2 separate regions of the Gasterosteus aculeatus genome follow, and region 1 is linked to region 2. Evidence: chromatin contacts called from public Hi-C data. All regions are on one chromosome and are shown on one strand. Each heading gives the region's core, a stretch centred on a gene start, on an enhancer-like site or on the middle of the called end of the contact. The rest is flanking DNA. Distances are from core to core; before and after follow the strand shown.

What was found. Hi-C and Micro-C count contacts between places; a contact is called where the count stands out from the background.
Region 1: a Hi-C map of whole body shows a contact between it and region 2, with 2.6 times the contacts expected there. The contact joins the enhancer-like site here to the promoter of farsb in region 2. A contact is called at or near these places in 3 of 6 Hi-C or Micro-C datasets (skeletal muscle and whole body).

The regions. Positions count from the first base shown.
Region 1 is chr1:2,143,190-2,147,830 of fGasAcu3.hap1.1, reverse strand. No RefSeq gene overlaps it. Among protein-coding and RNA genes, the nearest start is that of pax3b, 25 kb to the right of the region's middle. Within about 2 kb of position 1,725, at least 2 of the 9 cell types and tissues checked have open chromatin away from gene starts, as enhancers often do.
Region 2 is chr1:2,093,354-2,098,247 of fGasAcu3.hap1.1, reverse strand. farsb (phenylalanyl-tRNA synthetase subunit beta) reads right to left here and starts at 3,608. Exons shown (of 18, transcript XM_078107137.1): 1 at 3,445-3,608; 2 at 2,962-3,017; 3 at 2,661-2,815; 4 at 1,417-1,489; 5 at 1,182-1,297; 6 at 721-871; 7 at 523-631; 8 at 210-280; 9 at 67-128. The coding sequence starts at 3,502. acsl3a (acyl-CoA synthetase long chain family member 3a) reads left to right here and starts at 4,790. Exons shown (of 15, transcript XM_040180487.2): 1 at 4,790-4,894.

The DNA of each region.
Region 1 (4,641 bases), core at 476-2,975, 51 kb before region 2:
GTGAACATGTCCCCATGGTGGACTACTGAGCAGGTTCTGGTTACAGGTGGTATGTTTCGTTGCAGGTGAAGGCCTCATTGGAGGGTCCTTGAGCCTGTGTGTCCGTCACTGCAGGGACTAAAAGTCAGGACGTCTCTGTGAACTCTGACCCTTTGTTCTTTAAATGTCCTTATGGACAAAATACACAAGGTGACCCCTATAGCTTATTAACTTCTAACTAACTGACTTATAGGCATTGTGGGTCTCTGCAACTCAGCTAAATATGGATTCCAAAGTTGATTGTTCTGTTTTTGGAGAATCCAATGCAGTTTGAGGATCTCGTCGCATGGAACCTCTCCGGTGGGTGAACGTGATGTTGGGGGAGTTAAAGTGAAGCAGAACGTTGTTTGCAGCGAGTCTCCAGCAGAGGTCTGTGTTCTGCAGGAGATGTCCCTTTCTATCCCCAAGCCATCGATGCAGGACGCTGCACATTTGGGTGCTTTAAATAATTGCTGGTATTTTACCATCTAAATTTAAATTAGTTTAAAAAATATCAAATGAATTTTATTTATTTATCATTCAAAAGTAAAACGCATTCGGGTAAACCTGCATTAAGCTCCTAAATATGTATATGACGAACATTCATTACACATAAGAAGAAAATAGAAATTTACTCAAAAAGAGACAGAAAGGGGGAAAATAAGTTAAAAAACTCTTTTTCAGTATTGTAGTTAACTGCGTTCGGGTCAGCTGCGTCAGCCGAACATGTGACTGCATTGTTTCCGACGGTCCCTGAAGGCGGCGCCGGGTGGAAATCCCGTTGGAATTTGAGCGTAACGGGCTGAAGTCGGCCGCTACACTTGGATGCGCATCGAGTGGACGTCAGTGACTCGAATACTTCTGTGTATTAAGCTGAATGAAATCAGCGTTTCCATTGAACTGAAGGAGAAATCACAACGACGTGTTTGCAGTTTGTCAAAACATCTGTGTTGTCTGGGCTGAAGTTATAGGCACGACTTGAGAAGAACACGAATCCCTCCTCGGAGAAGTGGAATTTTAATTAGTTTGCAGACTTTAATTCAGTTTGACGTGTTGGAGGCTGAGCAGCTGATCGATGTCACTCAGCTTCTTCCCCCCCGAAAGGTTTCATTTTTCTTTCTGGTTATAATCATCGGCGTCTGCTTTACTTTCCTCTTGGATTGGATTTATTGTTTATATCAACTCGTGCCCCGTTGAATGTGACAGATGATAATCAGCGCCAGCGTTTACGAACATGGTCACAAAGCCAGGTGTGTTTATTGCATATTTTACGCACGCGGTCATTTGAAAAAATATTCAGTTTAAATTATTATCGCTGGTTAACAACATCCGAGCTGACTGAGCAAAAGAGAGTCACGGAGCTTCTTTTTGTTGGCGTTAATTGTGAGGAAACCTATAAATGCGTGTAGACAAACAGCCGACACCACGCGCCTTTGTCCTGGAGACGCGAAGCTCCACAATCACCCCGAGTCCATAAAAAGACGCGCCGCGGCCTCCTCGGCTCGTCTTCCCCTTTTTGTGGCCCGTAAACTGGGATCACGCGGGTTTACCGCGGGTTGGAAATCAGTCACAGTCTGTCTAACTTAAGTGGAGCAGACAGGGATGATGGGCTTTGGGAAACCATTCATCGCGGCAAACACACACTTTTCAAGCCCCATTGAAGCGCTGACCTGCTCGGACGATCACAGGGCCGCGGGTCGGTTGCACCTCCTTTTGTCTTTGCTGATGTCGCCTCTTCTTTCTGGTCTCGTGTGAACCAACTTTCAACTTTCATATATATATATGATGTTCTGAGTGTCGTTTCTGTGCTTTTTCTAATGCACTAAAAGTGTTTAAACTCAGCGCAAAGTGAAACTCTAGAGGTGTTTGTTATTGTTGAATATTTGACATTATGTATTAATAAATAGATTGCTGACTCGCTGAACAAACTGGTGCACAAGCTAGCCACACAGGCCTGGTCACACCTCTCATTGCAATATCGGCGTTGATTAATGGAGAAATCATGTGTGCAACATTTAGGATTAAATGTTACCGAGAGCAAAGAAAGGAAAAAAAGTTGTGAGTAATAAATGTAAGTATAAAGTCCAAAGCTTTATATCAAACTCTAAATTATTTAACCAACATTTTTGATCACGCCGTAACTTATTAATGCCACATGTGCGCCTTTTACATCACATTACATCACAGGTCATTTAGCTGATGTTTTTATCCAAAGCGACAATAAGTGCATTTCAACCATAAAGAGACAAACCCAGAAGAGCAAGAAACAAGAAAGTGCAATTTCATCAAACAGGCCGATCTACAACTTGTTACAGATAAGAGACATTACAAGTACTATTTAAGTGCTACAGTTTGTTAGTGTTTTAGTGGCGGTGGAGTCTGGAGAGGTGGGTCTGTAGTCTGAAGATGTGAAGGTTCTCGCCGGTCCTGATGTCATCAGAGAGCTCGTTCCACCATTTAGGAGCAGGACAGCAAAGAGTCGCCTTCAGCCCCGTTTGTAATTGTTCCTGTCAGTTTGCGTAGTTTATGCGCACTCCACGCTTCCAAATCCAAGCTGTTTTATATTAAATGTGCGTGTTGCTTTTGCTCACATTCTCAGGTTTGTATCTGCAGTGCACACAAGCGTGTGTGTGTGTATGTGTGTGTGTGTTCCTTCATCCCTGCCAGTGTTGAGCCGAGGGCCCATCTGGCTCCTATGAGGGCCGCTGCTTCACGGTGCCTCAGCCTGATTCATGGGCGCTGGACAGCTTCAGCTGCCGTCCCGCTTCCACCGCTTTACATCACATACCTCTCCGAAAAAAAGAAAAAAACACTCCTCCTCCCGCCTCCCACCGCTCTCCCATCCGACAGGCCAGCTCCGCCGGGACGCTGTATTTCTCTGATTATGGGCAGTTCCCCACCCGTGAAACGTCGGCCGTGATTTACATTTGCTTCTGTCAATCTGCTCAACGAAATCCCTGCTTGTTCTTGGCTGCGCAAAGCCAGCGTTGTCCTTTCCTCGCTCGCTCTGCTTTTTCTCAGAGATTACAAACATCCCCTGAAACGAGCCGCGCCCCGATGGGACGATACGTTGTGCGTGGGTTGTTTTTTTCTGTTTTGCTTATCTCCGACACTACAATGAGTTACTGTACGTCTGCGTTAAGGTGGAGTTACTGTAGATTCAACATCATTTTGGTGGTGAAACTGCTGAAAAAGTTTATTATTTTTTACCGAAAAAATTCCAGCATGTTTTGATTAAACTCATCTTTTGATATATTCAAACTAGCAGACTGTAACATTTATTACAAAAATGTAAGTTTAGGGGGAAAAATGTTTGATGAGTTTGTCAGTTTCCCGTTAGCGTGACGTGTAAACTATTTGGTAATCTTCAGAAAAAACAGCAGAAAATATTACTACTTGTCTAACCGAATTACTCCGTGTTCTCAATGACTCCATCCACGTAACAAATGGTTTTAGGGTTATTTACTGTACTTTGTACTTCCACCCAGCAACAAAGCTGTCCATGAAATACCAACACATTCCGAACATAAAATGCATCACTTCCTGTGAACAAGACACTTTTGTTGCTCCACGTCCAACTAAAAGAAAAGTCCAACTTGCTTCCAAACGGAGTATAAAAACAGTCATCATTTGTTTCACATTTTCCCATCAAGCAAAGTGAAAAGTCTAACAGGAGAAGCCGCGGGTTAAAAGAAAAGTCCACATGAGCCCACAGATGTCTCTCCGTCGGTCCAGATGACTGTCGGGAAAGATTAGAAAGAAAATATCGCCTGCCAGCAAGTCTGTTCTAACTTCTGATGTTTCCACTTCTCTTCCTGTTCGTGCGTGCAATCAGCGTTCGGTATGATCGCTTTCGTCACGTCGAAGAGTCGTCCGTGGCGTGTCACGGCCTCGCTACGATGATACTGACACGGTTCCCGGCACACGTGAGGCCTCGGAGTCGCTCGCGGGCCGCGGACGTGGGATTCTTTTTGTAGCTCTGGGTGAACTCGGCGGCGCTCCGATGGATGAGCTCGCGTCGCCTTTTTCCCCCCGAAGAAAATCCCATCCGACCTGAAAGAAAACGCGCATTGTTGTCTGCGATGCCGCTCGCTCTCCCTCGAGTAAATTCTCCCTTCGCCATGTGATTCCATAAAGACGCAATCGGCTCACTTTTGCCGTCACAACAACGGTCCCCGTTGGCTGCTCTGGATCGGGCCCACCGCCGAAGTGATATCTGTCATTTTGAGCATAAAAACGGCCGTAGAAGAGGTCTGCAGTCAGAACAAGCAGCTGTGGTCGGTTTGGACTCTTCTGGCTCCGGGGTTTCGTGACGGAGGAAAAGTGGTTTCCAAACATCTTCCTACATTTTACTGTCCATCAACGTGCAGCATGTTTCAAACATTCAGTAGTCGTGCCAATATGGCCACACGTACAGCTTCCAGCAGAACACACAGCCCGCAGCTGATTAGCTTAGCTTAGCATAGTGAATTCAAACAAGGGGGGAAAGAGCACATGATACACACGGGTTCTAAAGTAATACATGTCTTGCTTGCTTAATCCGCACAAACTGCCTGATAACTGTTCAGCATCAGACAGCAGGAGGGCTACGTTAGCGACTAGCTGGCTATTACGTTAGCATTT
Region 2 (4,894 bases), core at 2,359-4,858:
AAAGGCTTCCAGCGAATCGTCTCGTCGTCTCCACGGAAACAACAAGCCGTGACTTGAGTGGCTCACGTGAAAGGCTGTGCGCAGTACTCGCTGAACATGGTCACCATCATGTCCAACACGATCTTCGCCTGCAGGGAACAAGAGGAGCAGAGAGCGGCTTGAGGTCACGAGTCTCTGGTGGATTTATGCGTTTCTCCTCTCGGCCGTACCTTCGTCACGTCTGTGGCCGTACACTCAATGAAGACGTTCTTTGTCTCCAGGGAGATTTTTGAATGGTCACCTGGGAAGAAACAAAAAAAATGATGTTTAATATCATAACAGGGTGAATCGTGTATTATGAGGTATTCTAAAGTTCATATATTTTGTGCTTTGTAATTCTACTTTCCTAGTGTTGTTTATTTACTCTTCTTTTTTAACATTTGTGTTTAAAGAAACTGCAACTATGCGATGTGTGCGAGCTGGGAAGTTACAGCTGTAACAATTCAGTGCGTCAGATCATTAGTACCCCGAGACACTGCTCACCGTTGATGATGGGCGGCATGGACAGGACGACGCCATTGCTGTCGTAGATGACGGGGTACACGGGCTTGTCCTCGATGATGTGAAGGAAATGCTTCAGGTGGCTGTCCGTCTGCACGAATCACAGAGAACAACAGCCAGGTCAAGGACGCTCAGAACAAACAAACTGCTGCTCCTCCTCCTCCTCCCGACCCCCCCAACCTTGTAGAGGCTCATGAGCTGGGTGGCGGTGTACTCTTTGGTCTGGTTCAGGGGCTTGAAGCTGATCTCTCCTGGAGGTTTGGCCGTGTAGGTGAAAGGACCGGAGATGGTGTCCAGGTCATGAGTGCCGATGGCCACCAGGCTCCTCTTCCTGCGTGCAAAAGGAGAGCAAGGTAACAATGGAGTCACATGGCACAGAGGCTCTTGATCTCTTCAAACCACACAAACACTTTAAATAATGTGGTATTTAGCCCAGAAGCCTCATTTGTTCTCACATGGATCACACGTTCAACAGGGTCACCGAGCACTTAAACAGTCAAGCCTGGTTAAATATTGTGCCATTTAATTCCACCTGCCCCGTCAGACCAGCAGCAGATGCAGCGGCTGCAACACCCCAGGAACATTTGACAACCTGCAGGAGAACTAACAGATGGTGTTCTGTTGTACTGCGATGATCTGACCTGCAGACGTTTTGGTGGAGTTTGTCCTGCAGCTCGATGAAGCTGTCGTAGCGTTCCTGTGTGAAGGTGATGTTCCTCAACACTGCGGCCACGGCATGCGGTCGCACCGCCGCCGTCTGCACACATGAAATCATGACTAGGGTTACCATGGTAATACATGTATTTAGGATTTGTAAAGTAGACTAAGGAACGTCTCAGGCCACAAGCGGTTATAATTATGACTGCCGCCACCCACCTCCTTGGTAATAACAAGCCGCTGAGGCTCCCCGCTGACCGGGCGAACACGTCTGTAGCGAGGTGCCTCCATCCTGCAACACAAACACAACCGCAGTGCCAACACTGAGGTCTAAACGCACTTCACACTCAGCTTGCCATCAAGAGTTACTACAGGGGAACTTTCATTTTGTGTTGTTTTTGACAGTCCGTGTTGAAGTGGTAGAGTCCCCAGCACCAGGGTCCCTTTAGAAAACCGCTCATTCTACTGCAGCTAGGCTGCCTTCAGAACAGACAACGTGAGGGACGGGAGTGTTGACATAATGGAAGACATCGGTGGGCTCCGAGGTAGCATGCTAGCATTAGCAGATCAAATCGATCAACATGGGTTTTCTGCAGATACGATTTTGACACATTGGTTTTTTTTTGGAAATACTAGGGAGCGGATAAGTGCTCTTCAAGATGTATACATAGACGACGAAGTTTTAAATTGTTTAAGACTGATTGAGCACCGCGTGCGTGTGGAAGAGGTCCAAGTTGATGAAGTCAACATTAGCGCTGGTACTACAAGCACAGGTGCTGGACGCCCGCCTCTGGATATTCCTGGGGACAAGCTGGCTAACTTTGTGTTGTCCGGTCTATCAACCCGAGAAATCCAATATCCAGGAATATCCAGAGGCGGGCGTCCAGTACCAGCGCTAATCTCAAGTCCCTTAGCCAGCCTTCTTTTGCACACGGCTCTGTTGTCTGTTCTGAATGTTAGATGTAGCCACGCCCCCTGATTTGCTTCTAAAAATGTGAAATGTAAAACGGCATTATGAAATAAAAGTCTCTGGAAACGAAAAGTGGCATTATGAAATAAAAGTACCATGAAATGAAAAGTGGCATTATGAAATAAAAGTACCATGAAATGAAAAGTGGCATTATGAAATAAACGTACCATGAAATGAAAAGTGGCATTATGAAATAAAAGTACCATAAAATGATTAAACGTATTTAATATGTATGTATTTATTGCCCAATTCATTTATTTCATGATGTATTAAAATGCATATTTCATGTATTTATTAATTTATTTAATTTTGACTAAAACGGCATTCCCTGGAGGAGACGGGGTTCAAGCACAAAGGGTCACCTGCCTGACTTCATCCCATCTTGCAGGGGTTTAGCGTGCATTAAAAATAACTAACTGGAAAGGGGCAATCTTATTGTTGATGCAGGAACCTCAAACACACGGTCACCCACAGCAGTATGAAAACCACCCACTTGTTCATGAAGACCTGCAGGCCACGGACCAGCCCCTCCAGACACAGCAGGTCATAGCGGTTAGCTGGTACGTCAATCTTGTACAGGATGACGTCAGACGCCCCCGAGGCCTTGGAGCCGCCTTGCTCCCGGCTGATTATCTCCTTCTCCGAGGTCTGGAGTCAGAACAGAGTCAAGTGGTTACACGTCACAGATCAGGAGATGTCGCTGAGCAAAAGATGACGGATCACTGCAAACGATCGGTTTTATTTGTGTTGTGTGTGTGTGCGGTTTGATCTGCTTTTTAACATTGTTTACTCACAATTTCATCCAGCTCCAACCCATACTCAAAGCACAGCTCGTCAAACTCCTCATCAGCTGAAAGAAGAAATAACCATTTACTCCCTGATAAACAGCTGTATGAATGTTAAGTCCTCACCGGCTGCCTGCTCACATTTAACTCAATAACTACATGACGCAATGACGTTGACGTCCAACAGCGACGTCAGAGCTCTGGGGAATACCACCTTCACACTGATGCCCTTATCTGCAGGATTATGTCAGTATTAAAATGAATATTTGGAAGAAACTGTATCAACGGGAAATCCCCTTTGAACGCTTTAGTAAAGATAACTTCACGTGGTGAAGATTAACGTCAGCGCGCAGCTGCTGCTGCTTCGCTAGCCGCCATGCTAATGATTTCAGGTAGTTTTCTGTCTCTCTCGGTCTTTTAGAGACACGTTGGCCTTCATTTACCAGGCAGACCTTTTGTTCACTACTCGAATACGTTGTCAACCTCACGTACTGTATGTTCTGCCCAAAGCTGTGAAGAGAAGATCCCGTTTCACTCCAACAGTCGGCATGTTGGCTGCTCGTCCTCCACAGCGCTTCGGTTAAGGACCCCTCCAGCCGGCTGTAGCTGACCGGCGCGCTGCCTGGCTGAAATCCAGTTCAATTGCAAACACATCTTTTGTGGACATTCAATGGTTCCATTCGTGGGAAATTGTAATTTATTACATATTATGTGCGATCACTAATTAGCCTAACTTATTTTCTAACTATGGTTTATAAAGAGAGGTAAGCTACAAAGCTGTATAATATTTATTATTTAATATTTGCTATATTTATTTAATTTAACTAATGAAACCTATATTTATCTATTTGTTGCTGCATTTTGATCTTATATAGCTGTATAAATATATGTTTTCGTCATAATAGATATTGATTATTTTCAATGAGAAGTAAATTCGACTAAAACATTTTTTTAATAAAGTAAACAACATCAAACTACAAAATGCTTTCCAGTTAAACATCCAGTTTCATTAGCGTTCATTGTTCTCCCACCGCATAGAGTACTTATACTGAATAACAGTTGCTTATGTTGTTCTCCAACCACAAGATGCATTCAATCACCATTTAAGAGCCTATGGAGAGCAATCTTAGTGGAATATTTCTGGGGAAGAAGAATGAAAATCAAAGATTGATCTCTGTTGTCCAGCATTTCAAGGATTTTAGGCAGGAAAGCTAGAAATGAGAAACAGAGGCTGAATGCACTTGAAATAAGGATGCCGTGTCAAGTGTCAGTTATTTATTATATGAGAACAGATTGTTGCACATGCATGTAATAGCAAACATCTGTGTATGAGGAGTGGCAGGATTATCATGATCGCATGACATTCCGTGCTGTGAACAGTTTGTAAATACATTTAGAAGAGAAGCCAAAGGAAACGTGGTGCTCAAATTGGACATTCCTGATTAGGCTCAGTTTTACATTGAATACTTTACCATCATTCTATTATTAGTAATCAGATCCCACCACCTGATAATGAAGGATCGCCACTACAACAATGACGACAAAAAGGAAAGAGTGCTACGGGTTTATAACATTACAGCATCCAACAGATGCAGATGAGATCGACATTATCATCAGTTTTGTGAGGCGAGGGATTCACTCGGAGCCCCAAAGCAGATAAAACTCAGCATATGAGGAGGCCCCCCCAGTGACCCTGCATGTGTTTAGGGCTTAGTAGGGGCTTTTTTTCTGCCTTTTCCCATTATGTTGCCACAGGATTTAATAAATTAAGACCACAATCCCACTGCTGTGCCGCAACCGGGACTCCACAAAAAGCAACAAGTGCCCCAGTTAATGTGGCACCGGCTCGGGATGGAAGGCAGAAGTGCACGTGTGGCCTCCGAGCTCCTTCTGAACCCCCCCATGCAGTCACCTCCTCTCCATCCTGACCCGGCCCCCAGCA